2 separate regions of the Gossypium hirsutum genome follow, and region 1 is linked to region 2. A link is a contact called in public Hi-C data. All regions are on one chromosome and are shown on one strand. Each heading gives the region's core, a stretch centred on a gene start, on an enhancer-like site or on the middle of the called end of the contact. The rest is flanking DNA. Distances are from core to core; before and after follow the strand shown.

Region 1 (3,528 bases), core at 94-2,593, 540 kb after region 2:
TATTTAACCAATAAAATGATATTCATCTAAATAAAAGGAGGCTTTGCGTGAGAGAATGTTTGGGTGAGTAACAAGAAAGGATAAGAGAAGGGAAAAGGGAAGAGGATAGGAAGAAACAGATGTGAAACACAAGAATCATATAATTTTTATAATCAAGACCACATTAAGACAATGTGTAAATTGCTAAAGGTTTTGTTTTCTAAAATCAGGACCAAATTGACACAATGTGTAAATGTTAAGGGCTAAATTTGTTATTATAACATTTTTTAATTGCCACATCATCTCTCTGTCACAAAGTTAACAATAGTTAATGGAATTGGACCAAAAAATGCAAATGCGATTAGTTGGGTGACTATTTTGTAACTTTTTAAAGTTAAGTGTTTTGCCCATAATAATAACCTCTAATATAAGAAAACCCCAAGATAATTTGGAGTCACCCATGAATCGAGTCCCTATAATGATATTTAAACCAAAGTAATATTATGTATATCAAACCTTTAACTTTACCATTACAACAAAATAAAGATTTAGTTTTATATGACTTTTTAGTAAATATATTCATGACCAATATTGTATGTATAGGACCAGACCGATTAGATCAAGAACCGGTCAAGTATCGTTTTTGAGAGGTATTTGGAACTAGTTGACTTGGACTAATTGAGTCGATCGAACCGCTGAATTAGTGATTTGACCTGTTCGAGTACTAGTCTGATTAAAAAAAATTATTTATTACATAATTTTCCACCCACATAATTGGTGTGACATATTTAGTTATAGTAATTCCATATTATAAAATATTTAATCTTTATTTTTCTAGGTTAAAATATCCTCCGAGTCGATGTACTTTTTAAACGTATTTAGACTCTCTACTTTTATTTCTAGGATTTAGTCTTTCTACTTTTTAATTTTTAAAATTTAAGTCTAATTGTTAATTTTGCTAAAATATTTCTGTTAAGTTGAAGTTTATTACAATACTATTCTTTTTATTATGTAGCTACCAAAGTGAGTATTTTGTTATTTCAAAATGTCATACCAGTGAATTTAACAAAAGAATTTTAATGGTGTTAACAATTGATATTAAATTTTGAAATCTTAAAAATAGAGAGACCAAATTACTAAAAATAAAAGTCAAAACACTAAATTTCAAATTTTTAGAGAGTACAAGGACCTAGAGTATATTTTAACATTTTTTATATCAACGTATATAATACTCCATGTCCCGTTACAAACTTAAAAGTTACATTATATTTAGTTGAGTGTAATAGGAATAGATTACAACCCAATTCATTGGGCCCCACCACCAAACCAATGTTTGGTTGGCTGTAATACCATTACAGCTTTATTCAATTCAACCTCTATTCCCACTAAACACGTTGAATAACATTCGGTTCCTTACCCACAGAATAGCCCTTCAGAGTGTCTCAATTTCAATTTTACCCTTCTTCCTTCCTCACGTCTGAAGCCTCTTCTCTTTTTCGTTCTTTTTCCCATTTCCTTCCAGCCTTCTTAACCATATTCATCTCTAAAGTTTCAACCTTTCATGATTTTGAATTAGGTTTTTGATATTTCCCAAAATTATCTGAAAAAAGAAAATGATTTTGGGGGATTTGCACAAGGTCTGGGAAATCAAAGCATTGAAGAGGAAACCTGGAGAAGAAGAAGCCAAAAAAAACTTAGAGAAAATAGCCAAACAAGTTCAACCCATTATGCGTAAGCATAAATGGAGGGTCAAGCTCCTCTCAGAATTCTGGTATCTTTATCAATTTTATTTATTTTTGTATTTTTATTCTGTTAAAGAGAATGATTTTTTTCTTCAATTGTGCTGAATTCTTTTTCTTCAATTATGATTGATGGAAGAATGGGTATTTACGGTTATACTACTGAAATTCAAGCGCTTTTCTTTTATGGCATTAAGATGTGTTTTATCAATGCTAAAGCATAATGCCGAAGGCAAATAATCATTGAAAGAATTGTGAAGTGTTTGCATGCTTTGAGTTATCATACTAGGAGTTACTTTGGCTTAACTTTCAAAAATTATACTGAATTTAGTTTTGATTTTTTTTCATATTGATAGTCTGAATAATCCAACTTTGCTTGGGCTGAATGTGGGAGCTGGCATCCACGTGAAGTTAAGGCTATGAAGATCGAACCGGGATTGTGATTTTCATCACTTCGATCAAGTTCTTGATACAATGCTTCATGAGCTTTGCCATAATGCCCATGGTCCTCATAATGCTAGTTTTTTACAAGCTCTGGGATGAGCTTAGAAAGGTCCATTTCCATTCTTTTAGATAGTCCCTAATCACCATTTTCCAGTGCCAAATGCTGTTTCATGGATGGTTCATGTCTATATTACTAATTTTCCTGTTAAGACTTGTTTAAGATCGTGCTATTGTGTTAGAACCATATAAGCCCATTAAATGAAAGATTCTGGTGTGTGAGGATCAAATCATTAAGAAAGCATTATTAGGTGTGACTGGAGGTTCTCAGGATGTGCCTATATATGGATTCACGATTAAACATTATCTATGTGGAAAAGGGAGAGCTTATGTTAGTTGAATAATCTGATTATTGGTTACAATGTATTTGAGCCCTATGTTAGTTTTAATCCATTTGGGATGCATGTCTTACTTGGAAAATTGGACTGATCTTTGCTCAATCAGTGTTCCTTCTACATGTTTCCTCATTTTTGTCTATCTACTTGTGTTTCTGGAATTATTACAATTAAATAAGGGTTAGTTAAGGTTTTAAGAAATGCACATTTATTTTTATCTTAGGTATCCTAAAGATCTTGATATATAAGATAATTTGGAGAATCTATAATTAAGTAGCACATACTGGTTTTAATGTCTTGGTGGTGACAGCACCATTAGGGATGCGCTTAGTCCTATACAAACAGTTGCAATGGCTACTGAAAAGAGATTGCAGGATGATATCTGGTGTGGATCCTATTGCTCTGACATTGTTAGGGATGAAGAAAGCTATGCTGATACTCTACAGGATCATTTGGACTTGGATCAAGGAGGAGAGAGATTGAGTATCAATAATGTTTCCAGCAGACATGCTTTTGGTGGAACCTCTCTTAAACGAAGCCATGGGCCAGGTAAACCGCAATCTAGCTTTGTAGATTTAACTACCCCACCTGTATCTAGATCTTCTATCAATGAAGGTGCCAAATATCCTAAACGAAGTTGTAAATCCAATAACCTTATACCTCACCAATCTAGTTCAAGTGCCACTTCTTCTGCCCCTATGCTTAATGATGATTCTCCAGAAAATCAAGGAGTAACTGCGGTGTAGGAGTGCCAATCATGCACTTTATTGAATCCAGTAAGTGTTTCCTGCACCAATATCATTTCATTCAAATACTTTGCTTATAAAGGGATATCATATTGTTTAACACATATGTTCATGTTTTATATTGTATTTTATGTGATGAAACATTTTGATATTTATATTGATAATGTTCACGCTGGCATGCTTGGTCCTGTTTTTTAGTTGTATATCCTTATCCTGTATGGTATTTGG
Region 2 (3,784 bases), core at 551-3,050:
ACAATGATATCAAGTATATGCCATGGTTTTTCTCCCCAACATAAACTCTTTAATGGTGACTCCACTCCATGGAAAAATACCAGGCTTGGTTTATTGTTTAGCAGTGAAGCAAGATGATCCCAGTATCAGTAACAACGAGTGCGTTGCCATTTAATTGATATGTGATAATAATACTACAATAATAAGCTTATAGAGATAAAAAGAACATACTATATGATATATTTGAACTAGAGACCACCTTGGTCATGGGTCTGTTTACTCTTAAGTAAATATGTTGACATTTCAATCCACGTTTCTCCTGATAATTGGTTAATGAATCAAGTTTTGTTTTTACAATCTTCATTTTCTTCCTCGGTTTTAATTCTCATGAAATCAAGGTAAGACTTGCCATTTAGTCTCCGAGCAAAAAATTCCTTGAAGTATTTCTCCAAAGGGACTCGTCGAAAAATTGCAGGGTTACTGGGACCAATAAGGCTAAGTGCCGGGCCTAATTCCGAGTCTAACTTGGAGCTATAAAAAGTTGCTATTGATAGCCTCTCTTTGGTTGAGTTTACAACTGCTTTATGCTCAATGCTACGATATATCCCATTGCTGAAAATCTACAGAGAAATATAATCATGAGAGGAGACCCTTTTATATAGTCAATGGGATTTCAGACTATTCACAACACCAAGTGAAATATACCTCCATGATGTCTCCAATGTTAACTACTAAAGCATTGGGAAGTGGCTTAATGGAAACCCATTTTCCATCTTTTCGGACTTGAAGGCCTTCCGTTTCACTGAGCTGAAAGAGAATCGTCAAAGCATCAGCATCAGAATGAGGACTGAAACCAATGGTCATATCAGGTTCAGGGCATGGTGGATAGTAATTTATTCTCATTGATTGAATCCCATCATTGAAAAGCTCTCTCATTTCTTCGGTGCCCATATTTAAGGCCCTAGCCATGTAATCTAAAATCCTCAAAGCTAGATTTTTCACTTCAGTAGAATACACTTCCATGGCCTGCCTGCATCAAAAGTGCAAATCAAAATCAAACTATTTCAAAAGTTTCAAATTCCATATTCAAAATAACCATGAGAGATACCTTAACTTAAGGGGGAGCTTTTCAAATAGTTCAATGTTCCTAAGATTGTGTGGCAGTGTGGTGATATAAAACATATCTGACCAATCTAGCTTCTGATCTTCTGAAACTACAAACAATTGACCAAACCCTTCATGGTTATCTGGTTTTTGCCAAAGAAGCTTCTTATCTTCATGAGGTAGTTTGAAGAAATTTCCAATCTCCAACTTGAAATCCTCCAACAATGATATACTAACACTATGGTTCACTACCTATTATTGCCATAAACAAAAGACTTGCTTTTACTGATTTCAAGAGAATACCAACAAGTAATGAGAAAATATGGCGTACCTGGAAGAACCCCCATTCCTTACAAGCAGAGTGCAATCTTTGAAGTTCAGAGTCAACGAAATCCCCAGCAGCAAGTTTCTGAAGATCGATGATGGGGACAGAAGGAAGGTGATGATTGGGTGAGATGGAGTGAGGTTGTCCTTGAAGAGGGCGGAGATATCTAGGTGGGATTTTGGCGATGGGGTCCTTAGCTAACTCTTGAACACTGGGAACGATGATAGACTTCCCAAAGTTGACAAATTCTGCATCTGTTGGCGACTCCATACGGGTCAAGTCTTAGGTTAATTAATGCTTTCAGGTTCCAACAAATGAACGAAAATTAAATAAGATGGAAGTTTAGTAGTGGTGGGATCTTTTTCTCTTGGAGGCTGCATTTTATTAAATAAATATCTTTAGTTGTGGATAGTGGCAGCTGACAACCAAATTGCATTAAATTCAGAAGTAGAGATGAAAATGTAAAATGGTACTGCAGTTTTTTCTTTTTTATCAAAAGGTAGCGAATGTTTTCTATTATTTATCTTTCGAGATTTATCACTGTTTTTTTCTTAATAATATTGTTCTGTTTAAAAACTACAATATATTACCATTATATTTAATACTTATTGATAAATAATAGTTCATGTTAAAATTAATTTAAGTTATGTTTGTATCACTTAAAAATAATTTTTGGGAAACTTTATAACATTTAGATGATTTTGTATAAATTAATTTTTGTTTTTCTAAAACATATATATTTTATTTTTTTTGTTAAAGAAACACAACCTAAATTATACATTTCTTTACAATCAATTTTATATTATAATAAGATAATCTTTATACTAAATAATATTTTATATAGATTTAATAATAATCAATTTATAATTAAAAATTAATCGAAATTCATATTGTATATGAGGGGATAATATCTCATTGGAATTGAAAAAGATAAATGAATTCATACAAGATTTAAATAAATATTTATATTTATTTTATAAAATATTCATATTTTATGTTATAAAGCACTGACTATTAAATATTTACAAATTATAAATTGCTTTTATTGTTAAAATTTATTATTAAAATAAAATTATAATATTAAATTTTTTAGAACAATAGAAAATATTAATTATATTAATAATTTAATATATCACTAAATATAAATATATATGTTTAATAGGATTGAAAATTACAATATTTGATGTTAATATTTTAATATTTCAAAAATTAAAATTTTATTATTAATATAATAATATTTGATTTTGTTCATGTTTATTTTTATATAAAAATAAAATTACTTAAATGAAATAGTTTTCTCCAAAAGGAGAAGTAATTTTCCAAAAAAATAGAGTTATTTTCGAATGATTAGTAAATTATTTTTCGTTGACAAAGTTAGTTTCATGCAATAAACGGAGGAAATTGTACAAATAGTTTTCGTAATTTATTTTTCATTTACCAAGCTATTTTCCATAAAAAACAAAGAAAAAAATAGAAAAATTTTTCTATAAGTCATTTTTTTGTGAAAATATCTCCATGCAATCATTCTCACCTAAAATACAAAAAACCGTCACTAAACTAATATTAAAATTACACTTCGCTCACTCAACTTGCAAAAGTCATGTAATAGTCACTGACAATGTAACACCCTTGCTCATCCCGACTTATGGTACAAATGAGAGATGTTATAGGAGTACATGCTTAACAAAAAATCCTGAATATCTTCAAAATTTTAAACCTTAAAACATTTTTATTAAATCATAAAACCAAGTTTATAATAATTTCGGGGGTTTAGAAACAATTTAAAATCATTTAAAAGAGGTTTCGGTGTGGTTGGAAGTGTCTAAGACCAAATATGAGCTTCTATGGGCTCATAGCCCACAAAACAATGTAGTGACACTGTCCAAGGGTTAGGTATCAATACATAACCCAGGCAAGGGCCTTGCCCCCCTCCTCCGAAAAAAAGTTTTAAATTCAGTCATCTTCTAAATAGAGAAACTATAAATTAATAGTAAAATTGCCTCCCCCATAAAATGAAAAATTTTAATTTGGTCCTCCTATAAATAAAGAAATTATAAATACATAGTAAAATTTCACTTTAGCTCTCTTAAACATGAAAAAAATAGTTTAGTCCCTTAAAAATGATGAAATTATAAATTAACATATAATAAACTTATATTTTGACATATGGAAAGATTATAATTAAATTTTGACCTCTACTAAAAAAATTTCTAGATTTTCCCATTCATAATGTAACACGCCCTACCCGTGTTCATGCGGTGGACTGAGCAAAGGGTGCCACATTTAAGAATTATTAGCACTAAACTTGAACATCATTTAATTCACTTCATTTAAACCTAATTAAGCTCATTTTAAGTTATTTGATTCATTTCCAAG

What was found. A called contact is a pair of places that touch in the nucleus more often than the background predicts.
Region 1: a Hi-C map of leaf shows a contact between it and region 2, with 10 times the contacts expected there. The contact joins the promoter of LOC107952241 here to the promoter of LOC107935671 in region 2. A contact is called at or near these places in 3 of 34 Hi-C or Micro-C datasets (callus and leaf).

Annotation. Positions count from the first base shown.
Region 1 is chrA01:53,412,869-53,416,396 of Gossypium_hirsutum_v2.1, forward strand. LOC107952241 reads left to right here and starts at 1,344. Exons shown (of 2, transcript XM_041097059.1): 1 at 1,344-1,750; 2 at 2,075-3,528.
Region 2 is chrA01:52,871,749-52,875,532 of Gossypium_hirsutum_v2.1, forward strand. LOC107935671 (protein SRG1) reads right to left here and starts at 1,801. Exons shown (of 4, transcript XM_016868295.2): 1 at 1,415-1,801; 2 at 1,088-1,335; 3 at 685-1,009; 4 at 197-599. The coding sequence starts at 1,678. The coding sequence ends at 318.